Regions from separate parts of the Mus musculus genome. Here region 2 is linked to region 1. The links are chromatin contacts, called in public Hi-C maps. All regions are on one chromosome and are shown on one strand. The core of a region is the stretch at or near the end of the contact, and the rest is flanking DNA. Distances in the headings are between cores, read along the strand shown. Region 1 overlaps Itpr1 (inositol 1,4,5-trisphosphate receptor 1). Region 2 overlaps Gm35359 (a long non-coding RNA gene).

Region 1 (3,500 bases), core at 862-3,361:
AATCATTTGTAGCATCTTCTTGAGACTTTGTGATTAGGCCCCAACATCTGAGGCAGGACTGTACTAAACCTTTGTGGTAGGAGAATTTTGACAGTCATTCTTCTTGGCAGATATTTTGAATTTTTGAAAAGTGCTTTAGTAGTGGGCTGTGTTTGCTAGGCTAAAAATAATGTGTAAGCACATGAAGCATAGGTCATGAAAGAAAGTAAGAAAACAGTTTTCATCTTCAGGGCAGACACTGGATGTCTGTAAAGTGAGCCCCAATGTAATAGTTTCTGTTTAGCTAGGCATAGAGTTAGGGTTAGGTTCACTGAGGGTAGGTATAAATACGTGCAAATATCAAATGTGGTACTGTGCAAACTGCATATCTACATGTAGGAAAATGAAACTAGGTCCCTGTCTCTCACCCTTCAGTTCAAAATGAACCAACAACCTTAATATAACATCAGAAACTCTAAAACCGTCAGAGGGGAACACTTGAAGTTATAAGTAGAGGCAAGACATTTCTCGAAGTGACTCCAGTAGTTCGGGAGATTATCCCAAGTATTGACAAATGGGATTGCATGGAATTAGACAGCTTTGGCACAGTAGAAGAAGTGATAGAGTCAAGAGACGAGCGTACAGGCTGCGAGAAAATCTTTGCGAGCTATGCACGTGACACGTACAGTTGGAGATCAATACCTAGAATATATAACAAAGTAAAAAGTTTAAGTCCTTGAAAAATCATCATTCAGTCAATAAATGGGCAAATGAATTGAACAGGCATCGAAGGAAGACATGAAGAGTTAACAGCTGTACATCAAAAAGTTCAACCTTCATAGCCAGAAGGGAAAACTACATTTAAACTAGATTTGGATTCCACCTCACCCTGGTCAGAATGTCGATCAAGAAAGCAAATGACAAATGTTGGTGAGGATGTGGGGGAAAGGAGCCCTTATTTACAACTGGTGGGAATGTAACTTCTGCAGCAATCGCTATGGAAATCAGTCTAGAGGTTCCTTCAAGAGCTAAAAATAGGACTACCCGGTGATTCAGCTCTTCCACTCCTGGGTGCATACCTAAAGGGATCTAAGCCAGCACGCCACCAAGATGCTTGGGGACATGGATTGTGATGTGCTGGTTACAGTGGATCAGATACGGAACCAGCATAGAGGCTCAACCCTAGATGAACAGATAGAGAAAGAGCGGTGCACATACTAGTGAGAGTGCAGTACGTCGCAGGAAAAGGGGTGGGTCTATCTGCAGGTTGGTGCGATAAGCAAAATCATGTTTTCTTTATGTGTAGGATCCGTATTTCAATCTATCTGTCCACGTGACACGAAATTAGGAAGGGGTTGCTTGGGAGAAGAAAACAGTGAGATGGGAAGAAAGAATGACGAAATAGATAATGAACAAAGTCCAGTGATCTGTTTGTCTTTAAATATCTCAGTGAGGCTGATGAGTTTGAGTGCTGATTAAAAATGATCTTTTCTGAATGGTGAGGGCATGGCCCCACACCCACCTGACAGGAGCTGTCTCGGAGTGCTGGGTGGAGCACAGTCCTGGGGTGGTCCAGGTTAGGTTCTCATCGTCTCTCTAAGTAGCAAGCAGGAAAGAAAGGGATAGCAAAGTATACATGGGCAGGCATCCTTGTTCTCTTCCTGTGGAGAACTGAGGCAAAGCCGTCTGCGGCAGCTCTGCTCGGCTGTTGGTTCCTTTTCTATTTCCAGTCCGTACCCACTGCACAGATGAGGAAATCATCTGTGGGGCTACGGGCCTGGCTCCCGAGCAACTGACTCCTCTGGCTTCTTTCTTTGTGTACACAGTGATCTTCCTTCCCTGCCAGCGGCCTGTACCTGCCAAGCTCCGCCGAGGGCTTCGCTAGATGGCTTTCGCATCTCGGCTTGCTTTTGTGTCCCCGTGTCCCCGTGATGCAGACACTCTTCAGGCTTCCCATGGTGCCTGCAACCAGGTTTTACTGACTTTAAGTGAAAGGCACATCACATCGTGGGGCAGAAACAGCCTACTTTCCTTTTGTGTAGTGAAAAAAAAGTGTACTTTTCCAGGAGACTCTGGGAAGGACCAGCCTGGTAACTTATGTAACTCCTTTCATGCCAGGCTGCCTTAAGCCTTCCAAAGCCCTTTGGTGGCTATAAGCTGGCGTGGCTAAGGCTGCAGGTTTTGAAACACCAGGCCTGGTGCAGTGAGATCTCTTTGCTTTTGACTCTGAGAGGTGAAATGAGTTCAATATAGCAAGAGTTTTCACCCCAAAGCCTACAGTGTTGTTTGTGTCACAAATGTGACTTTTCTCGCTCTACCCCCGACTCTCCATGTGTCCATGTGTTAGATTCTTTTTATTGGATAGATCCATCCAGCATTCCTTTTTTTCCCCCCACAACCTTCTCTCATTCCCTTTATGTTGAATTACAGCTTCAAAACAAAACAAACAAACAAGCCAAAACCTCCTTGAACCAAGTGAATTCTTTGGGTTTGGTTAAAAAGTGTAAGCTTGAAAATAAATTTCAAAGGTGGTTTTTAAGACTTTCTATTGAACAAAGAGTAAAACCTGGAGACTGGAGAACGGTCGGACGTGCAGCGCCGACCTTCAGCAGTGACGAGCCAGCACCTTGCTTCATGGACTTGATTAACGTGATGTCATTTCCAGACATTGTGTTATTTGGTTTGAGAGGACATTTTCAAGTTGCTTCCAATTCCAGCTGTTGGGGTAGAATCGGCAACCCAGGAAAGCCGTCCTGTGCTCTGTTGCAGGCCCCCTGGGCCAAAAGGGATCAGGCCTGAAAAACTGCATTGCCTGAGTGAGTCTGTGTTGGTGACACAGAAGACTGAAGCCATAGGGGAAGTTGGTGATGTCATCTCTCTCGCTTTCCCCTCCCCTTCCCACTCCCAACCCTGAACCCTGACCAAACAAAGCATATTTTTCTAGTGATAGAAATCAGACACTTTTGACCTTTTTCTTGAAGGGAAATTTTGTTTTTCTTCTTCCTTTTCCTTATCAGCAAGATCTTCCTTTTCATGGAACCATAAAAAGAAATTCATTGTTTGAGGTCTTTTTAAATACATGTATGTATATATACGTCCATCTATGTACACATATATATGTACAGACGTTAAATGTATCACTGATTAAATTTTACCTACTCATTTCATTCCCATGCTTGAATATACCGAAAATTACTCTTTCCCTAAAACGCATCTGATCTCTCCAAGCACCAGCATCCCACTCCCCAACAGAGGTGACCACTGTTTTGATATTGTCAGGAATTTCATATAAATGGGGCCACTCTGTGTCAACAGACTCATTTTGTTATCACTGCCTTGTGACCTTTCACTCAAAGTAAAATAATATTTGTGAAACCTGTCCCTGCTGTTTTCGTGTGACACTGGCTTGCTTTTTAGGGCAGCATGGCCTCCCCGCATCTCGGTGTTGCGTGACTGTGCCGTTTGCCTGCCCACTGTTTCACAGCAATGGTATTTAATTGACTCATCACTGTGTTAGGATG
Region 2 (3,589 bases), core at 823-3,322, 390 kb after region 1:
TACTCTGGCGAGGAAGTGAGGAGGATCAATAGTTTAAGGTTATCCTCAAGAATGGGTTCGTCCTTTTGGCTTTTGTGATTGGTTTTCACTCTGTAGCCCAGGCTTGCTTTGAACTCTTGGCAATCCCCAGGTTCATTCTCTCAGGTACAACGATTTGAAGTGCAAGGCACCCGTCTTGCTCCTTGTTACCCTTCAGCTGACAATCAACACCTTCTCAGACTCCAACGCTGTGTAGGAGTCTACAGGGGAAAACGTAAGAACAGTGCCTTTGGCAGAGGAAATGCTACCTTGGAGGGAAAGAGGTTGTCATGAGCCCCTGCTGTGTGTTTTAAGAAACGCTCTTTAACTTGAGACTTCCTGTCTCTCCTGAAATTGCACCAGCAGGCTAACTATTCTAGGCATACCACCAGCTGGACATGAGGTCCCATGAGAAACAGTCAGAAGGGATTGAGGAGGTTTACTTGATAGCTGAGCAGCACTTGAAAACCATTTTCAGTATGCAGGCCCGACAGAGGAAAGAGCCCCCAGGGGTCAGGGCCTCCCGGGGGAGCGTCACCAGAGCACCTAAGGAAGTGTCTTCAGAGCAAGGGGAAGTGAACTGGCCTCTGGGCTCTGTCAGGTGGCTGTGGTTCAAGCTAAGGAGAGAAGATCAGGTGTCAAAGGTGTGGTTAAGGTGACTTCTGATGTAGAAAGTAAACTTCAGGGTTTCAGATGGAGGCTGGGGGGGGAGGCGGGGCTCAGGGTCTGTGCAGTGACCCTACAGATTCAAAGACCTTTTCTTCTCTTCCCTTCCCTCCCCCTCCCCTCCTCTTCCCTCCTTCCCTCCCTCCCTCCCTCCCTGCACCCTCCCTCCCTCCCTGCCCCCCCTCCCTCCTTCCCTCCCTCCCTCCCTGCCCCCTCCCTCCCTGCCCCCTCCCTCCCTCCCTCCCTGCCCCCTCCCTCCTTCCTTCCTGGGTTCCTGGAGATCCATAGTCTACTTTTTAAGTGTGTGTGTTGGGGGAGGTTTATTAGGCTCCGGGATTACATGACCTCTTCTGCACTACTGGAGATGGAAGCCAACCTAGCTTCTGTGCACCCTGAGTAGAGCTCTATCTTTGAGTGACACTCCTAGATTCTAGATCATCTTTGGAGATCTTTTTGGACGTCTGGCCTCTAAGCAGGTGACTCAGAATTATCTCTGAGACCTTGCTCAGTTCTCAGAACTCTTCGTTTGGTTAGAAGTGTCAACCTACCTCTAAGCAAGCCAGGACTCAGTTCCTCTGCAGTCCAGCCTCTCTGGACTTCTGACTCTCAGCTTTGGCTTTGCCATGAGTTTCTGTACGTTGCCTTCTGGAACTTGGCAACCAGCATCCCCAGCCACTGGAAAGAGAGTGTATGGCTCTCAGCATCTGTCTATCCATCCCAGGTGAGGATGCAGCCCAGCTGGCTGGCTGGCCACTTATGCTGGATGGGGGCTAGAATTCAGTGATTGGCTCAGAAGAAGGGGTCCCAATGAAGAATCCCTGTTTCTGAATGTTGGTTTTAGTTCAAACATACTGCATGTATTATCTTTGCAAACTGTGGCAAGAATGATGAGAAGAAGGTTTGTATTACCGCTGGACAAATGAGCAATGGAAGCCCAGAGATGCTAATTCACTTTCCCACAGCGGTACAGTCAGACATAAAATCTGGGGCAGGCTGTCTATCTGGACATACCCTTTGAGTTCCTTCCCATCTCTGACAATTAACCTAAAAATGGAGAAGTTGGTGTAGGGTTTAGACAGAATGAAACTAGGCTCTTTACACACCAAGGGTGAGACCAAGGCACAAGTTCTGAGGCTGGTGACAAAGCATGCTGGTTAGGAAGATAAGGAGCCTGAAGCTGAGCCTCACCTTACCTTTGCCACCTGCCAGCCTCCCACCAGGAGGCTCCCAAAGATATCGATACAACTTGGGGATGTTCTGAATTCTCAGAAGATACATCCAACCAACTGTGGCAATCCCAACAGGCTCTCTGGCTACAAATCCCTCCCCTTTGGATATGAACTAGACTCCAAGCCCTGACAACCTCCTCCTTCTGAAGGCGCAGGGAACATTCCAGAAGAGGGAACAGAAACAATGTAAGATCTGGAGCAAGGGGGGAGTTCTGTGAAAGGCTATCTTCCGGCAACCAGACAAGGCTGTTGCACTTATAAACTCTGCAGCTGTACACAAGACCTGTACAAAGGCAGACCAATAACTCACTCAAAACCCCCGCAGGCAGCACTCATTTGGCTAAACAAACAAAGGAAAACACAGAAAGAACATGAAGGTGGGAAGGGGGGATGTTGGGAGAGTAGTGGGGCGGTGGGGAGCTGGGAGTTGATAAGGTCAATATACATTACTTATATGTATGACATTGTCAAAGAAAACATAAAAGATATCCTAATAAAAAGAAAAAGCAGTCTGGCATTGGTAGCCCATGCCTTTAATTCCAGCACTCAGGAGGCAGAGGGAAATGGAACTCTGTGAATTTCACGCCAATCTAGTCTGCAGAGTGAGTTCCAGGACAGCTAGGGCTATACAGAGAAACCTTGTCTTGAAAAATCAAAACAGCAACCAAAAGCAGAAAGAAAAAAAAAAAGAAAGAGACAAGAAACTCATCTGATCAAATTGAGAGAGCTTTAAACCCCAGTAGGCAGTGCATGTGTCAGCTCTTGTGCTCTGCTCTTCACTATGGACGTGCTATGACTAACTGCTTCAAATTCCTGGGGCCTGGACTTTCCTGCAGTGATGGGTACAACCTGGAATAATGAGCGAAATAAATCCCCTTCCTCTTAAAGAGAAACAACCCAAAAGACAAGGCTTCAGAGGCTCATGTGTCGAAGGCCTTGTCAGACCTCAGAAGGGGTCACGATTGAGGGAAGTTAAAAACCACAAAAGCACTAACTGAAGCAGTGAACATAAGGTGTAGAGTTAGAAATGGGTGTCTGGGCACACTCTTTGAGCTACTTTTTTTGTTTTTCTTTTTGTTTTTGTTTTTTTTTTTTTTTTTTTTTTTTTGAGACAGAGTTTCTCTGTATAGCCCTTGCTGCCCTGGAACTCACTTTGTAGACCAGGCTGGCCTCGAACTCAGAAATCCGCCTGCCTCTGCCTCCCAAGTGCTAGGATTAAAGGCATGCACCACCATCGCCCGGCGTCTGTGCACACTCTTAAATGGGATTATTTGTCCCTGACCTCTTCCTGTCTCTCCACTCCCAGGCTGCAGTGAGGTGAGAACCTCTGTTCCATTACACTCTGTCCACCATGTTGTTCATCTTTACCTCAGGCCCAAAGTAATCCATCTACCAATCATGAAGTGAACACTCTGGAACCCTGAGCCCAACATTGTCCTTCTCTCCCAAAACTGTTTTCTTGGGTATTTGGTCCCGGTCATGAGAGGCTAACACATCTGTTCTCCTCACGATCCTGCCAGCCTTGTGCAGGGCTTGGGCTCCTTATTTTTGTGATCCTCTTGGGCAGGCTCATCCCCTTCTCCGGTGGTGTGGAGCTCATGCTTTCTCTTGCCAGTTCCAACTCTACTTCTAGGAAGCCTTCCCTGATTTATTTAACAACTACCATCCATTCACTA

Evidence for each region. A called contact is a pair of places that touch in the nucleus more often than the background predicts.
Region 2: a Hi-C map of B cells shows a contact between it and region 1, with 2.0 times the contacts expected there. The contact joins two enhancer-like sites. A contact is called at or near these places in 2 of 484 Hi-C or Micro-C datasets (B cells and Th1 cells).

The regions. Positions count from the first base shown.
Region 1 is chr6:108,324,985-108,328,484 of GRCm38.p6, forward strand. All of the region lies in intron 4 of Itpr1 (inositol 1,4,5-trisphosphate receptor 1), which reads left to right. Among named protein-coding and RNA genes, the nearest start is that of Itpr1, 110 kb to the left of the region's middle. Within about 2 kb of position 2,112, at least 83 of the 459 cell types and tissues checked have an H3K27ac peak or open chromatin away from gene starts, as enhancers often do. A contact at or near this core is called in B cells, where this site is marked.
Region 2 is chr6:108,717,294-108,720,882 of GRCm38.p6, forward strand. It overlaps Gm35359 (a long non-coding RNA gene), which reads right to left. Exons shown (of 3, transcript XR_377955.2): 2 at 1,233-1,359; 3 at 238-635. Among named protein-coding and RNA genes, the nearest start is that of Gm35359, 12 kb to the right of the region's middle. Within about 2 kb of position 2,073, at least 51 of the 459 cell types and tissues checked have an H3K27ac peak or open chromatin away from gene starts, as enhancers often do. A contact at or near this core is called in B cells, where this site is marked.